Linked DNA regions of Sus scrofa: region 1 is linked to region 2. Evidence: chromatin contacts called from public Hi-C data. All regions are on one chromosome and are shown on one strand. The core of a region is the stretch at or near the end of the contact, and the rest is flanking DNA. Distances in the headings are between cores, read along the strand shown.

Region 1 (3,920 bases), core at 331-2,830, 49 kb after region 2:
CCAGGCTCTGTCCAGGGGACTCCCCCAGCCCAGCCTAAGCAGGACTTGGAAGCTGTGAGGCCAGGGCTGAGACTGGCCATCCTAGAGCAAGGCCCCAGGCCCACAGGGGAGGCATCATCTGAAATGAAAATTCTCTTTCTGGGCCCTGCAGAGTCTGAAAGGCAGGCCATGGGGCCCAGCAGTTGAGGCTTTACCAAGCCCTCCAGGTGGAGGCTCAAATGCCTCCTAAAGTTTGCTCTGGCGCTTCAAGAAGGAGCCATGCGAAGCAGAAAATGCAACAGAGACTGGGTTCTAGCCCTTGACTAGGTGAGCTGTACTCATTTGCAAAGCATTTAGTTTCTTTCTTTTTTTTTTTTAGGGCGCACCTGTGGCTTATGGACGTCCTCAGGTCAGGGGTTGAATTGAAGCTGCAGCTGCTGGCCTACGCCACAGCCACGCCAGATCCTTAACCCACGGAGCAAGGCCAGGGATCGAACCTGTGTCCTCAGAGAGACAGTGTCGGGCCCTTAACCCACTGAACCACAACAGGAACTTTTTTTTTTCTCTTATTTTTCTGAGTGTAGTTTTCTTTCATCTATAAAATGGGGATCACGTTCTCATCACAGAGGTTTTTTGGTGAGGGTTAAATTAACGCTGGCAACCACGCTGCTCTGCTCACCGGAGAGGCCGCGCAAATGCAGCCATCCCTGTTCAGACTGGTTGTAATTAGTCCCTTAGTGGACAGCTCTGCACATTTGGGCTTGGCCCCTGATGTCTCAGCCTCTTTTTCTTCTCTGTAACATGCAGAGAACAGCCCTCTCCTCCCAGGCTTGTTTGGAGAATCCGGGAAGATAAAATACGCAAGCCACATTTTATCTAAACCAGGCATGAGGCTGTGGGAAGTTTCCACTGTGGCTCAGTGGTAATGAACCTGACTAGTATCCATGAGGATGTAGGTTCCATCCCTGGTCTGGCTCAGTGGGTTAAGGATGTGGTGTTGCTGGGAGCTGTGCTGTAGGTCGCAGACACGGCTCAGATCCGCTGTGGCTGTGGCTGTGGTATAGCTCCAATTTGACCCCTAGCCTGGGAACTTGCATAAGCCGCAGGTGCAGCCCTAAAAAAAAAAAGTATGTGATGATGTGGTTCCCTGGTGGCCTAGTGGTGAAGGACACTCGTCACTGCTGTGGCTGCAGTTGTTCCTATGGCTCCAGTTTCGTCCCTGGCCCGGGGAACTCTACATGCTGTGGGCGTGGCCAAAATAAATAACTAACTAAAGTATCCATGATGTGACCTCAGCTCTCCAGTCCAGCAGAATTATCCCAGGCAGGCCTGATTTCTCTTCAGCCCATTGGAGGCTCAGAGAGCCAGGGAGCCCATCCAAGGCCTTACCGAAGGCCTGACGCTAAAGGGGGCCAGAGCCCAGGTTTTCCATTTCCCAACCCCCCGCCCGCCTAGGGGCCAGTGGCTGCAGGCAGACCGGATGAGGGTACTTTTGGGACTGATTGTGAGTTTACACTTGCCTTCCCCAAACAGAGGGCCTGAGGCGGCTGCCACTGGCATATCAGGACTTGTACTTTGCTTTTATACTCTCCGGCTTGGAAGGAGGCCAGGTGGTCTAAGCCATCCCAGCCAAGCTGGAGCTGAGTCAAGCTGCAGCTCAGGGCCAAGCTGAGGCAGGTGCCAAGGGCCAGGGGCCAAACTAGATCGATCGCATTAGCCGTCAGGTCAGGTGCCATGTTGCCCACGCCACCAAGTCTGAGCTTGGGGCCAGACAGCCAGGTAAGTAAGGGGTCCAGGGCACCCTCCCCCCGAATTCAGCCCCCCTCCTGCCATTTAGTGCCATTTTTTTTGGCCATTTCTTGGGCCACTCCCACGGCATATGGAGGTTCCCAGGCTAGGGGTCTAGCCTATGCCAGAGCCACAGCAATGTGGGATCCGAGCCACGTCTGTGACCTACACCACAGCTCACGCCAACGCTGGATCCTTAACCCACTGAGCAAGGGCAGGGATCGAACCCTCAACCTCATGGTTCCTGGTCGGATTCATTAACCACTGTGCCACGACGGGAACTCTGGGTGGAGTCTTACTCTGAGGCAGATACGATATGGATGGAGAGCTGGGATAAAAGTAAAACCTTGGGACGTAGGAAACTCTGAAATAGAGAAGGTGCAGATGACTGGTCAGGCTAAGGATTGCGCACCTGACCTTGGAATGCTCATCCCTCGTCTCTGCTCCCTGAACCCGATTCCGTCTCCAAGGCCAGGTCCTCTTTCCCCTCCTCTGGGGAGGGATGGGACACCAGGTGAGAGAGGTCACTTTGGAGACCCAGGTCTGAAGTCTGCTCTCTCTGCTTCCTGGCAAAATCACTCATTCTTTCACGTAACAAACATTTATGGAGCATCTACCATGTGTGAGGCATTAGCCAGGTTCAGGGAACAAAGATAAATGAATTGCAGCCCCGGAGTTCCCGGGTGGCTCAGTGGGTTAAGGGTTTGGCATTGTCACGGCTGCAGCTCCGGTCGCAGGTGTGGGGCACATTCAGTCCCTGACCCAAATGCCATGGGCATGGCCAAAAAACAAAAATAAAAACAGGGCTGGTACAGAGGAAGTACAAGCTGTGCCTGGAAGAGAGAGCGGGAAAAGAAGAAAGCGGAGGAGGAGGAAGACAAGAAGGAAGAGCTCGGAAACTGAAGAGGACCCAAGAATCAGGTGGAAAAACCTCCCACTGGATGAATCTGGACAAGGTGCATATTAAAATGAAAATGGGGTTCCCGTCGTGGTGCAGTGGTTAACGAATCTGACTAGGAACCATGAGGTTGCGGGTTCGGTCCCTGCCCTTGCTCAGTGGGTTAACGATCCGGCGTTGCCGTGAGCTGTGGTGTAGGTTGCAGATGCGGCTTGGATCCCGCGTTGCTGTGGCTCTGGCGTAGGCCGGTGGCTCAGCTCCGATTCAACCCCTGCCTGGGAACCTCCATATGCCGCGGGAGCGACCCAAGAAATAGCAACAACAACAAAAAAGACAAAAGACAAAAAAAAAAAAAAAAAGAAAATGATTTGAGACTATAATACATTAAACAATACCTGAAGAACGAATGCATGGTTATACTGAAAATTAAAACGAATAGGGAGTTCCCGTTGTGGCCCAGCGGGTTACAAACCCAACCAGTATCCGTGAGGATGTGGATTTGATCACTGGCCTCGCTCAGTGGGTTAAGGAGCCAGCGTTGCCATGAGCTGTGGTGTGGGTCGCAGATGCTGCTCAGATCTGTTGTTGCTGTGGCTGTAGCATAGGCCGGTGGCTACAGCTCTGATTAGACCCCTGGCCTGGGAACCTCCATATGCTGTGGGTGCAGCCCTAAAAAAAAAGGACAAAAGACCAAAAAACAAAACTAGAGAATGTTCTGTGATATTGTGCTTTATAATGAGAAATACTTATTTCATCTTTCTCCCCATTTCTGGCACAGAGCTCCTAAAATCCTTGGAATTTCCCAATCGATAAGAACATTGGCAGTAACTTTTGTTTTAGTATTTGGTCTTTTGTCCTCAGTTCCCAAAATAGTGCCAGGGCCATAAGGGTGAAAGGAATGTCATGTGTCACAAGTGTCGTAAAAACCCCTCTCTGGCCCAGACTTTATGTTCGGGTGTGAATTTGGAGGGCCCCTAAGGATGCAGTCTGGTTGCCAGGGGAACCAACCACGTGATTAGAGGGTTGGAACTTTCAATCCCAGACTTTCAGGGAGGGGGGAGGCTAGAGATTGACGGCAATCGCCAGTGGCCAATGATTTCATTAATCACACCTATGTAACAAAGTCTCCATAACATGCCAGAGGACCAGGTGTGGGGAGCTTCTGGGTTGGTGAGCAGGTGGCGGGGCGGGGGGGGGGCACTCTTCTTCCCACATTCCTTCCCCTGGGCATCTCTTCCACCTGGCTTATCCTTTT
Region 2 (4,174 bases), core at 1,173-3,672:
GGGGCAGATGGGTTAGCGGCGCCAAGGCATTGCAGAGTCCAGCTTCCCGGCCTCCCCAGAGTTAAGTTTTCCTAGGGGTCAGCAAGCTTAGCGCTGTTCCGGGCTGGGGGCCTGGCCGCGAGAGGGGCTGGAGGGTGAGAAGGAGGAAGAGACCGACCTTAAACGAGATCACACGGATCCTAGGGGGCCTTCGCAAGTTTGGATGAGAAGCCGAGCCCCAGATTTTTTTCCCTCCCCCTTCTACATGTATTAATTGAGCACCTGCTACGTGATAGACATAACAGACGGTGGGGACGCCGAGCCGAACAAGACAAGGACCCTGCCTCCTAGAGCACATTCTTTGGGAAGGGGCAGGGGAGACAGCCAGTAAACACGAATAAATGAATGAGCAAGATCATTCTGTGAATGGCAAGTGCCTTGAGTGAAGTGAAACGGTTTAATGCGATGGAGAGCCATCGAGGGAGAGCTACTTTGGATGGGGTGGTGTCAGGGTCTGGGAAGGCCTGTCTGAGGCGGTGACATTACCCAAAATATGAGAAGCAGCCAGTCTCTGGGTCCATGGATTCTAGGACAAGAGCTCTTTAGGGAGAGGAAAGAGCAAGTGCAAAGGGCCTGAGGGAGGGATTAACTTGATGTGCCCTGTGGGCTGAAAAGCGGTCAGTTTAAGTGGGTGAGGAGAGTATTATAAAATGGGCTGGAGGAACTCCAGCGTCTAGTTTACATACTTCTGGTCAGCAGTGTTTGGAATAAGCGAATATTGGGTGTCCATGTTAAAAAGAAAGCAAAACATCTTTTTTTGGAGGAAAAAATAAAATGGGCCAGAGAAGCATGAGGTGGGACAGGCCAGGTGGGGTGTCGTCAATTGTGGTAAAGCATCTGGATCTCATTCTCTTTTTTCAGTAGGAAGCCATTGGAGAATTATAAGCAAGAGAGTGACATCGAGTTTACATTAAAGAGAAAAAAAAAAAACTTACAGGAGTTCCCGTCGTGGCTCAGTGGTAACGAACTTGGCTAGGAACCATGGGGATGTGGGTTCCATCCCTGGCCTTGCTCAGTGGGTTAAGGATCTGGTGTTGCCATGAGCTGTGGTGTAGGTAGCAAATGCCACTCAGAGCCTGCATGGCTGTGGTGTAGGCCCAAAGCTGTAGCTCTGATTTGACCCCTAGCCTGGGAACTTCCATATGCCGCAGGTGCGGCCCTAAAATATATATATATTACTATCTTGGTTGTCTTATGAAGAACTGACTAGTGAGGAGGGCTAAGGATGGAAGCAGGAGAGACCAGGGAGGACGTGGAGCTGTTGGTGACTTGGACTCCTTCCTTTGTGGAGTGAACTGAAGGAAGCCTTTTGGCTGGAGAGACTGGAATTGAGTGGATGGAGACGGTTTTGTCCAAGGAAGAGGCTCAGCTGTAGGAGAGTTGTGTCAGGAGTTAGAATCTCCTGAACTCACACCTCTTAGGATAAATTCCAGATGGAGTCGAGGTTGAAATCTGAAGAACAAAACTGGGGCGTTCCCATTGTGGCTCAGTGCACCCAAATCCAACTAATAATCATGAGGATTCAGGTTCGATCCCTGTCTTCCCTCTGTGGGTTAAGGATTCGGCGTTGCCCTGAGCTGTGGTGTAGGTCGAAGATGCAGCTTGGATCCCGAGTTGCTGTGGTGTAGGCCGGCAGCTATAGCTCCGATTCGACCCCTAGCTTGGGAACTTCAATATGCGGGTGCGGCCCTTAAAAGTGGCTCAGTGGAAACGAATCTGACTAGGAACCATGAGGTTGCGGGTTTGATCCCTGCCCTTGCTCAGTGGTTTAAGGATCCATCGTTGCTGTGAGCTGTGGTGCAGGCCGGCAGCCATAGCTCTGATTTGACTCCTAGCCTGGGAGCCTTTCTATGTCGCGGGTGCGGCCCTAAAAAGACAACAACAATCTGTAAAGCACTTGAAAAATATAGAAGCCTTTGGGGGGGGGGCTGATACCAGGGCAGACACCTTTAATAGTCAGTGAATTATAGGTACGTTTTTGTTCAGTGCCTGTTATATGATAGGCACTGAGCTCAGGATTTTATCTTCAAGGGAAAGCAAGGCAGATTTCACTGCATGAGACTAAGAACCACCTCTGTTTTATCAGAGACACCTGGGCAGCTAAAAAAATCGATAGGGACTGTGAACCAGCTATAATGGAAAAAATAAAAATCATTATAAAAAAACTGGGAAACAATATTTGTAGTGTGATGGACAAAGGGACAAGGTTAGACTTCTTAATAAACAAGGAGCACTTAGGAATCAGTAAGGAAAGGAGTTCCTGTTGTGGCTCAGTGGAAACTAATCTGACTGGTATTCATGAGGATGCAGGTTCGATCCCTGTTCTCACTAAGTGGGTCAGGGATCCGGTGTTGCCCTGAGCTGTGGTGTGGGTGCCAGATGCGGCTCAGATTCCGTGTTGCTGTGGTGTAGGCCAGCGGCTGTAGCTCCGATTCGACTCCTAGCCTGGGAACCTCCACGTGCTGCAGGTGAGGCCCTAAAAGGCCAAAAAAAAAAATGAAGAAGGAAATCAGTAAGGAAAGCACACATCTAGACAAAAGGGTAAAGGATACGCATAGGCAGTGCACAAAGTCCTGCAAATGGCCAATAAAAATATTCGGCTCACTAATAAAAACATGCTGATGACAATAAAAATTTTTCTTTAATATGATTTTGCCCTGCTGACACAAATATTGGGAACTGGGCACGCTGTACGTTTGTTGCTAGGAGGAGAAACTGGTATGTAACCAGAGACGGTTCATTTGGCCCCTTGAACGTGTCCCTCCCCCGTCTTTCCTGGTTCAGCAAGCAAGGCATGGCTCCACCACTCATCCAGTGGCGGAGGCCCCACATCGCAAAGCCATCTTTTTGATTCTTTCTCACAACCTCTGTTCTGCCAGTCTGTCAATGCTGCTCTTCAGAACATGCGTGGGATCCGGCTTGGGATCCGGCTGTGTCCGGCGCCGTCCTCTCTCCTGTGGAGTGCTTGCTGCAGTAGCCCTAACCCCATTTGTTCTTCCTACCGTGTGCAGAACAGCTAGCGAGGTCTTTTAAGCCTGTCTCTTCCCCACGTAGAATTCTCTTCAAAGGATCCAGGCTCCTCACTCTGCTCCGCAAGGTCCTGTGTTAGCTGGCCCTTGCCTGCCTCTCCCACTCATTCCCGCTCTCCTTTTTGCTCTTTAGCCACACTGACCTGCCGGTTCGTCCAGTCCTCCAAGCTCCTTCCTGCCTCAGGGACTTTATTATTCACTCTTCTTACTGCTTCCAACAACATTGCTCAGACCCAGGGGGCCCATTCCTTTGTTAGCCTGTTCTCCCTTCAAATGGCGTCTCCTTGGGCCCTCTTCCCCCCACCCTGTTCAGGTAGCATCCCCCTGCCTTCTCCACCCCCAGACTTGATTTTACTTCATGCTGGTCCATACCTGCAAGGATGAGTTTTTTCTGTTTCTTCCTTCCTCAAGAGAATGTAAACTTCATAAGGGACTTTGTATTCACCTCTCTTCCTGCAGCGTCTCAAATAGTCCCTGGTACATAGTCGGCATGTAATAAAAGTTACTTGAATAAGTGAGTGAATGAAATGATTGGTAGGAGGATAAACTGGTATAAAGATATGTGAAGAAGGATTTTTATTGCAACATTGTTTGAAATTATAAATCACCTAAGTATTTACTAATAGGAATCCTATTGAGTAACTCAGGGTCTATTACAATAGAACAGGAACTTCCCAATAGGTTAAATCCCCTGATCCCCTGTTCCCAAACTGCCGAGGTACCACAGCAAACTCACAGGGGCCCAGCAAGATTTTAAATTTTCAGAAGCAGCACAGGAGGGCAGTAGCATTTGCCTGCTCTCCTGGGAACTACTAGATTGGGTAGTTTCAGCATTAGATGGCGCCAGATCCCTTTCGATGACGTCATATCTTTGTGAAGCTGGGTTTTTTTAGTAGTTGCTAAATACTGGGCAAAAATCAGTGTGGAGTGTCGTGGTCCTATTTGATTCCAGGATTTGAGAAGTTATGCAATGCCTAACAGGTGTCATAAGTTAGTTGTGGTTATTTGGGAAATAAGTAAAAAAAATTTTTTTTTTGTCTTTTTAGGGCAGCACCCATGGCATATGGAGGTTCCCAGGCTAGGGGTCCAATCGGAGCTGTAGCTGC

The links. A called contact is a pair of places that touch in the nucleus more often than the background predicts.
Region 1: a Hi-C map of liver shows a contact between it and region 2, with 2.6 times the contacts expected there. The contact joins the enhancer-like site here to the promoter of LOC110256108 in region 2. A contact is called at or near these places in 2 of 5 promoter capture datasets (fetal skeletal muscle and liver), 15 of 47 Hi-C or Micro-C datasets (blood, embryonic fibroblasts, epiblast stem cells and 5 more) and 1 of 2 datasets of contacts at active chromatin or transcription factors (skeletal muscle).

What each region holds. Positions count from the first base shown.
Region 1 is chr12:52,830,066-52,833,985 of Sscrofa11.1, forward strand. All of the region lies in intron 1 of LOC110256109 (a long non-coding RNA gene), which reads left to right. Among named protein-coding and RNA genes, the nearest start is that of TNFSF12, 11 kb to the right of the region's middle. Within about 2 kb of position 1,581, at least 18 of the 83 cell types and tissues checked have an H3K27ac peak or open chromatin away from gene starts, as enhancers often do. A contact at or near this core is called in liver and skeletal muscle, where this site is marked.
Region 2 is chr12:52,780,427-52,784,600 of Sscrofa11.1, forward strand. LOC110256108 (cytochrome c oxidase subunit 6C-like) reads left to right here and starts at 2,423. Exons shown (of 1, transcript XM_021067829.1): 1 at 2,423-4,174. All of the region lies in intron 1 of POLR2A (DNA-directed RNA polymerase II subunit RPB1), which reads left to right.